2 separate regions of the Mus musculus genome follow, and region 2 is linked to region 1. Evidence: chromatin contacts called from public HiChIP or PLAC-seq data. All regions are on one chromosome and are shown on one strand. Each heading gives the region's core, a stretch centred on a gene start, on an enhancer-like site or on the middle of the called end of the contact. The rest is flanking DNA. Distances are from core to core; before and after follow the strand shown. Region 1 overlaps Rab31 (RAB31, member RAS oncogene family). Region 2 overlaps Ppp4r1 (protein phosphatase 4, regulatory subunit 1).

Evidence for each region. HiChIP or PLAC-seq counts read pairs in DNA pulled down with a chosen protein or histone mark.
Region 2: a contact with region 1 is called in an H3K27ac HiChIP or PLAC-seq map of microglia, with 4 times the contacts expected there. The contact joins two enhancer-like sites. A contact is called at or near these places in 1 of 15 datasets of contacts at CTCF or cohesin (the NIH/3T3 cell line), 2 of 484 Hi-C or Micro-C datasets (bone marrow-derived macrophages and nephron progenitors), 1 of 115 datasets of contacts at active chromatin or transcription factors (microglia) and 3 of 9 other capture datasets (adipose tissue, liver and pancreatic islet).

Annotation. Positions count from the first base shown.
Region 1 is chr17:65,682,101-65,685,233 of GRCm38.p6, forward strand. All of the region lies in intron 5 of Rab31 (RAB31, member RAS oncogene family), which reads right to left. Among named protein-coding and RNA genes, the nearest start is that of Gm35477, 41 kb to the left of the region's middle. Within about 2 kb of position 1,876, at least 49 of the 459 cell types and tissues checked have an H3K27ac peak or open chromatin away from gene starts, as enhancers often do. A contact at or near this core is called in microglia, where this site is marked.
Region 2 is chr17:65,826,174-65,828,959 of GRCm38.p6, forward strand. All of the region lies in intron 11 of Ppp4r1 (protein phosphatase 4, regulatory subunit 1), which reads left to right. Among named protein-coding and RNA genes, the nearest start is that of Ppp4r1, 44 kb to the left of the region's middle. Within about 2 kb of position 1,503, at least 44 of the 459 cell types and tissues checked have an H3K27ac peak or open chromatin away from gene starts, as enhancers often do. A contact at or near this core is called in microglia, where this site is marked.

The DNA.
Region 1 (3,133 bases), core at 626-3,125:
TCAGAGGCCAGCACGCTACTGTGAAGCTTAAAGACCTTCATGCCACAGAAGAGGCAGCATGCCTGTCACCGTCCCTAGAGCTCTGCTGTTCCCATGGATGGGGAGATGAGAGAAATCCTGGGCAGGGAGGTGAGTGACAGCAAGGTCCCCCTCAAGCTTGTTACTCAGCACCTAAGAAGGGCCCCTTTGTTCTCCTAGTTCTTGTTCTCCACATCACTATTGTGTAATGTCACACTGATAAACCTTGAAAGATAAAATAAACCTGGTCTAATGGCCTTGTACATATGAAATCAGAGGGTGGGAGAAGCAACTAGGTTCCGGGACCTGGGCCAGGTCTCTTCAGGGTCATGGTGGGAGTAAGGGCAGGGGAGTGATGCCCACAGAATGCCTGTGAGCTCCCAGGCCCATCTTCCCACAGCCAGACTGCGTGCTTCGGGCTGAGAGAGGCTACCTATTCTTCTAGCTTGGTCATCAGTGTCAGCAGAGGGAAAGCTTTTAAAATGAGTTTATCCTTTGGCAATTTCACACATGTAGAGAAAGAATTCTGATCATCCCCCATGGCTTCCACCCTCTTTTCCCTTCCCACGCCCCTCACAGCCACCCCCTTCCTCTTAGCAAGTCTTCCAGTCTCCGAGCTACTTTAATGTCATTTTGCTTTTCTCTGTGGCTCACTGGGTTTCAATGGGCTCACCTGTATGGGGATAGGTGTGAGGCTATCCACTAGATCCCGAACGACCTCTCTAGTGGCTACATCACTTAAGACATCGCTTCCATTCCTCTACCACCCCTCCACTGTTTTGGTGCAGGGACCCATGCATCCTTCCCCGACTTAGTTTAGTAGCCACTATGAGTACAAGTGCCACCACTACACCATGCCTGTAACCCAGATGTCTCACTGGGGCTCTGCTGCTCTTCCCACCCCTTGGTACAGGGAGGTTTTTGTTTACAGATCTTCCAGGCGAGTTAGGGATATCTCTCGGTAAGATCAGGAGCTAGGCTGGATCTCCTGAATTGCCTGGGCCTTTCACCCTGATGAACACACAGGCTGAGCACCCCTAGGCCAAACACCCCAAAAGCCCAGAAGTCAGAAGTTTTTTTGGACACAAATGTGATAAAGTAGAAAATTCAATACCATAAAACTTTATGGACAAAAACAAAGTTATAATGCTATATAAAATTACTTTCTGGCTGTGTTTGTGAGGTATATGTATTTAGATTTAGGTTCTAATTCCAATATAGCACTTTATGTATATGAAAATAATTCTGAAATCAACTCCCAAGTGCCCTAGTCCTAGGCAGTTTGGATGAGGGCTATGTAACCTCTCCTGCCTTCTGTCTTGTCCACACATGCTCAAGATACACACTGACTGGGGAACTGTGGTCTCTTATGCCCAGACCGCCACTCCTGATGCCTCATATGGTCTGCCAGACGCAGGCTAAATCTACTTCCATTCCAGCAGACTCTCAAAACATGCTGTGCACAGCTCCTCTTAAGGGCGGACAAGCTTACACCACCAATGTCTGTTAGATGAGATCATTAGATCATTTATATACACAGAGAGACAGACAGAGACACACACAGACAGACAGACAGACAGACAGACAGATAGACAGACAGAAGCTCTATACACTGTCCTTCTGTAACTCCCAACGAAATACCCAGCTTTCTGGAAATGATGAAAGAGCAAAGCACTTTGGGATTAGAGTAAAATGAGGGCAGGCTTGGAATAAGGTCTGGGACCTAGAGATTTGGCTCCCTCCCTGAAAAAGTCATGCCAGAAGGCAGAATCTGGAGCAGCCAGATTGGCTGACCAACAGCTTGATTCTCCTGCCACAGAGAGCTCTCCACAGGCGGATGCCCACTAGTTCACAGGCCCTGTCACTTGCCAGACTATTTCTATTTCTGTCTCTGGAAGACACATGTACTCTGGACAGAGACCAATACAGCAGGCTTCTCCTTTCTTCTTTTAGAGTTATTTTTCTTGATGGTGGTGGTGCATGCCTGCTTGTGTATGTGTGTGTGTGTGTGTGTGTGTGTGTGTGTGTAGATTAAATGCTGGGCCTCAAATATGCTAGGAAAATGCTCTAAGTGACAACTTTTAATAGCATCATCCTGTATTTCTTTTGTATCCTATGTGTGTCGGTATGATCAAATTAATCATTTCACATAGTATGCTGGCAAAACATCAGTCACATACAACACTCTTCAGAGGTTTGGCTGTGTATATAAATGATGTGTGTGTAATATGCATACCCATACATTTACCACTATTCTAACCTTTTCCCCAGCTAAATTCAGTAAATTTTATTTACTGAAATGTTCATAGATATAATTATAGATTCACAAGCACTTATAAGAAACAACACCCCCGAAGATCCTGGACAGGTGTTATGCAGACCCTAAGAGAACACAAATGCCAGCCCAGGCTACTAGACCCAGCAAAACTCTCAATTACCATAGATGGAGAAACAAAAGTATTCCATGATAAAACCAAATTCACACAATATCTTTCCACGAATCCAGCCCTTCAAAGGATAATAAAGGGAAAACACCAACATAAGGATGGAAACTACACCCTAGAAAAAGCAAGAAAGTAATCCTACAACAAACCTAAAAGAAGACAGTTGCAAGAACAGAATCCCAACTTTAACAACAAAAATAACAAGAAGCAACGATTACTTTTCTTTAATTTCTCTTAACATCAATGGACTCAATTCCCCAATAAAAAGACATAGACTAATAGACTGGCTACACAAACAGGACCCAACATTTTGCTGCTTACAGGAAACCCACCTCGGGGGAAAAGAACAGACACTACCTCAGAGTAAAAGACTGGAAAACAATTTTCCAAGCAAATGGTCCGAAGAAACAAGCTGGAGTAGCCATTCTAATATCAAATAAAATTGACTTCCAACCCAAAGTTATCAAAAAAGACAAGGAGGGGCACTTCATACTCATCAAATGTAAAATCTACCAAGATGAACTCTCAATTCTGAATATCTATGCTCCAAATACGAGGGCAGCCACATTCATTAAAGAAACCTTAGTAAAGCTCAAAGCACACATTGCACCTCACACAATAATAGTGGGAGACTTCAACACCCCACTCTCACCAATGGACAGATCCTGGAA
Region 2 (2,786 bases), core at 253-2,752, 140 kb after region 1:
CTTGAATCCACAGGGGACAGAGAACGTGCTGTATTGTATTGTCTCTCTGAGTCTGGCTTATTCTGCACAGCATGCTTTCTAGTTGTGACCTTAATTTTGAAGATTCACTGGGGTATAGTTCCTACGAGTGGAAGCCACTGCCCTTCTGAATGAAGTTTGTGAGATGTGAGAAGTAACCCAGTGGCTAGTGACACAGCGGAGGTGGAGAACAGTTTCCTAGCCCGAGCATGGCCCCACCCTCTCTGAATCTTAGGACAGACAGCTCAGTGACACAGCAGCTCTGAGTCGATGGCGCAGCTCCTCAGCAGAGCCCTGCACTGCCTTCTCCCTTCTTCTCGCCCATCCTCAGCCCCCGATGAGAGGAAGCGAGCCATGCCCACAGCAGCTACCGTCAAGTGTTTGATGTGTTATTTCCTTTAGCTTCTTGTTTCAATCTCAATAATCAACCTCAGTTTTAGTAACTTCATCTAGCTTTAGTGACTCTCATTTTATTTTCCTTAAACTTAATTTATATGCAAAAGGCCAGCCAGTCTTTAGATCTATTCCAGGACTCTTGTACCTGTTAGTTCTCTAACACATTGTGGGCACTCAGTGAATATTAATAGAAATATTGAATGCACATTTTTTCAATAAGTAAAATGATAAACTTTTTAAGTTTCATAATGTGTGTTTTTGGAGATGGCTAGTATATTTGACTTAAAATTATACTGTAGTTAAATTTCATTATTAATATTACATGGTAACTTAACTATTTACATGCTTACATATGAATTATGCTTATAATTCAGTTATGACACCTAGAACAATTTAAATTTGTCATGTAGTGCTTTTAGATTTTATTAAAATCTGAGGACATTTTTGTTTAATCTCTGCTAAGTAACTAGTCTCCATTGTGTTACAAAATGAGTTGAACTTTTAGAAGGGCTCAATGGGGCTCTTTTTTCTTTTCTAGCGGTGCGTTATAGAGCAGGACTTGCCTTTAGTTCTCCAGAAAGCATTGGACTGTTTTAAAAGGTGCACTCTTGATCCAGGGCTAAAAGCAAAGGTCCGACCCAGGAGACCAGTGCTGTGCTGTCCTGTAAACATGGTGTCTTGACAGTAAGCCTGGGAGGAGAGGGAACGTGGCGACAGCCCTAAGGGAGCAGCTCTACACAGACCAGGTCACAGCCGATTGTCTGTAAGGCAGTACCGCGGACTTAGTTTCAGACCGCCTGTGATCATTGACGACGGTCTTTTTTTCTCCTGTGATTTTTAATAGTGAATTAACTGCTTTCACTAGACTACAATAGGGAAGGAAGGGGAATCCTTTTGCTAGCTGTGAGCACAGTAGGCTCTCAGGACAAGTTCAGCAGAAGATCCTACACAGTGAGACACAGAGATGGGAGAGATCCCCTTTGTAAGAGTGATGTGGTGGATCTGCAGAGCTGCAGTCACAGCCGGCCTGCAGCACATGGCCAGCGGCTCACGACACATGACACATGACAGGCTGGACATGCATGGATGGAAAGCAAGTCCATGGGAGACAGGGGACCTGCCTGTCAGACACGCGTGCACTCTGGGACAGTTTGTACAGTCAGCTTGGAGCACACTTCTGCTTTTGCTTTAGAAACTTGAAAGACCCCAAAGAGAGTTAAAATGATTGTCATGGTAACTACAAATTATAGCTGAAATTCTGAGAACAATGCAAATCACCAGAATGTCCCACGAGTAAACACTACTGTTTGCTTTATTTAGGTAATGATGACCCACTGAAGTAGAAGTTCCTTGAGCACAAGTCTTGAATGCGCATGGTCAGATACTTAATGCATTTAGAGAAGCCCGCCCCTACCCTCCGCCACAGCCGCCTCAAAAAGAGAACAGTCCCAGGAATGAGAGTGGGCTAGTGAACTGGGAACAGCTGTACTCAGGGGCACTCCACTGTCTCAGACTCACCACCCTTTCTAAGTCATTTGCATAGCACCTGCTTTTGATAGTTTCATACACACACACACACACACACACACGCACACACACTACTGTCTACTACCCCTTTAATCTCCCTCTGTACCCTGTCTTGCCACCTCATCTCCCAGTGGCCATACTATAAAGATGATACCCCACCTCCTTCAGCAACCAATAACAGCTGCTCAGGGGAGGTGTGGCCTCATGAGCACCCCTCTGTGTATGATGGGATGTTGGAGGGCCCCTGCTGATAGTTCACAATCACAGCAGCCATGTCCTCTCCATGCAGTTTCATGGACCCGTCCATCTCCTTTGCTTTTAACAAGCCTGCTTTGGTGCTGGGAGAATTAGCGTAGATTCAGTGTAAGGCTGAGAGGCTGCACTGACCTCTGCAGAAAGAAGCTCCACTGTCCAAGGCAGGAAACTAGACAGATGCTGTCACATATGCATAGGATGTCTTGAGCAGTAGATTTGAATTTTATGTGTGCAAGGGGAATGTTAGCTTTGGTCCCTCCCCGAAATATAAATATATTCTCTAAATTTCTCACTTATTTGGTGGGGCAGAGAATCCTCTTTCTTAGTTTGAACTTTCTGTATAAGGAAGGTCGTGCTTGGTAAGTTGTTTTGGCTTTGGGCAAGCAAGAGTGTATACTTGGGCTAGAGAGATGGCTCAGCGGTTAAGAGCACTGACTGCTCTTCCAGAGGTCCTGAGTTCAATTCCTAGCAACCACATGGTGGCTCACAGCCATCTACAAGGGGGGATCTGGCGCCCTCCAGCAGAGCACTCAGACATTCAATAAATAAAATGTTTAAAAAAATTGGGATCCCAATTGTTTTGGAACAAA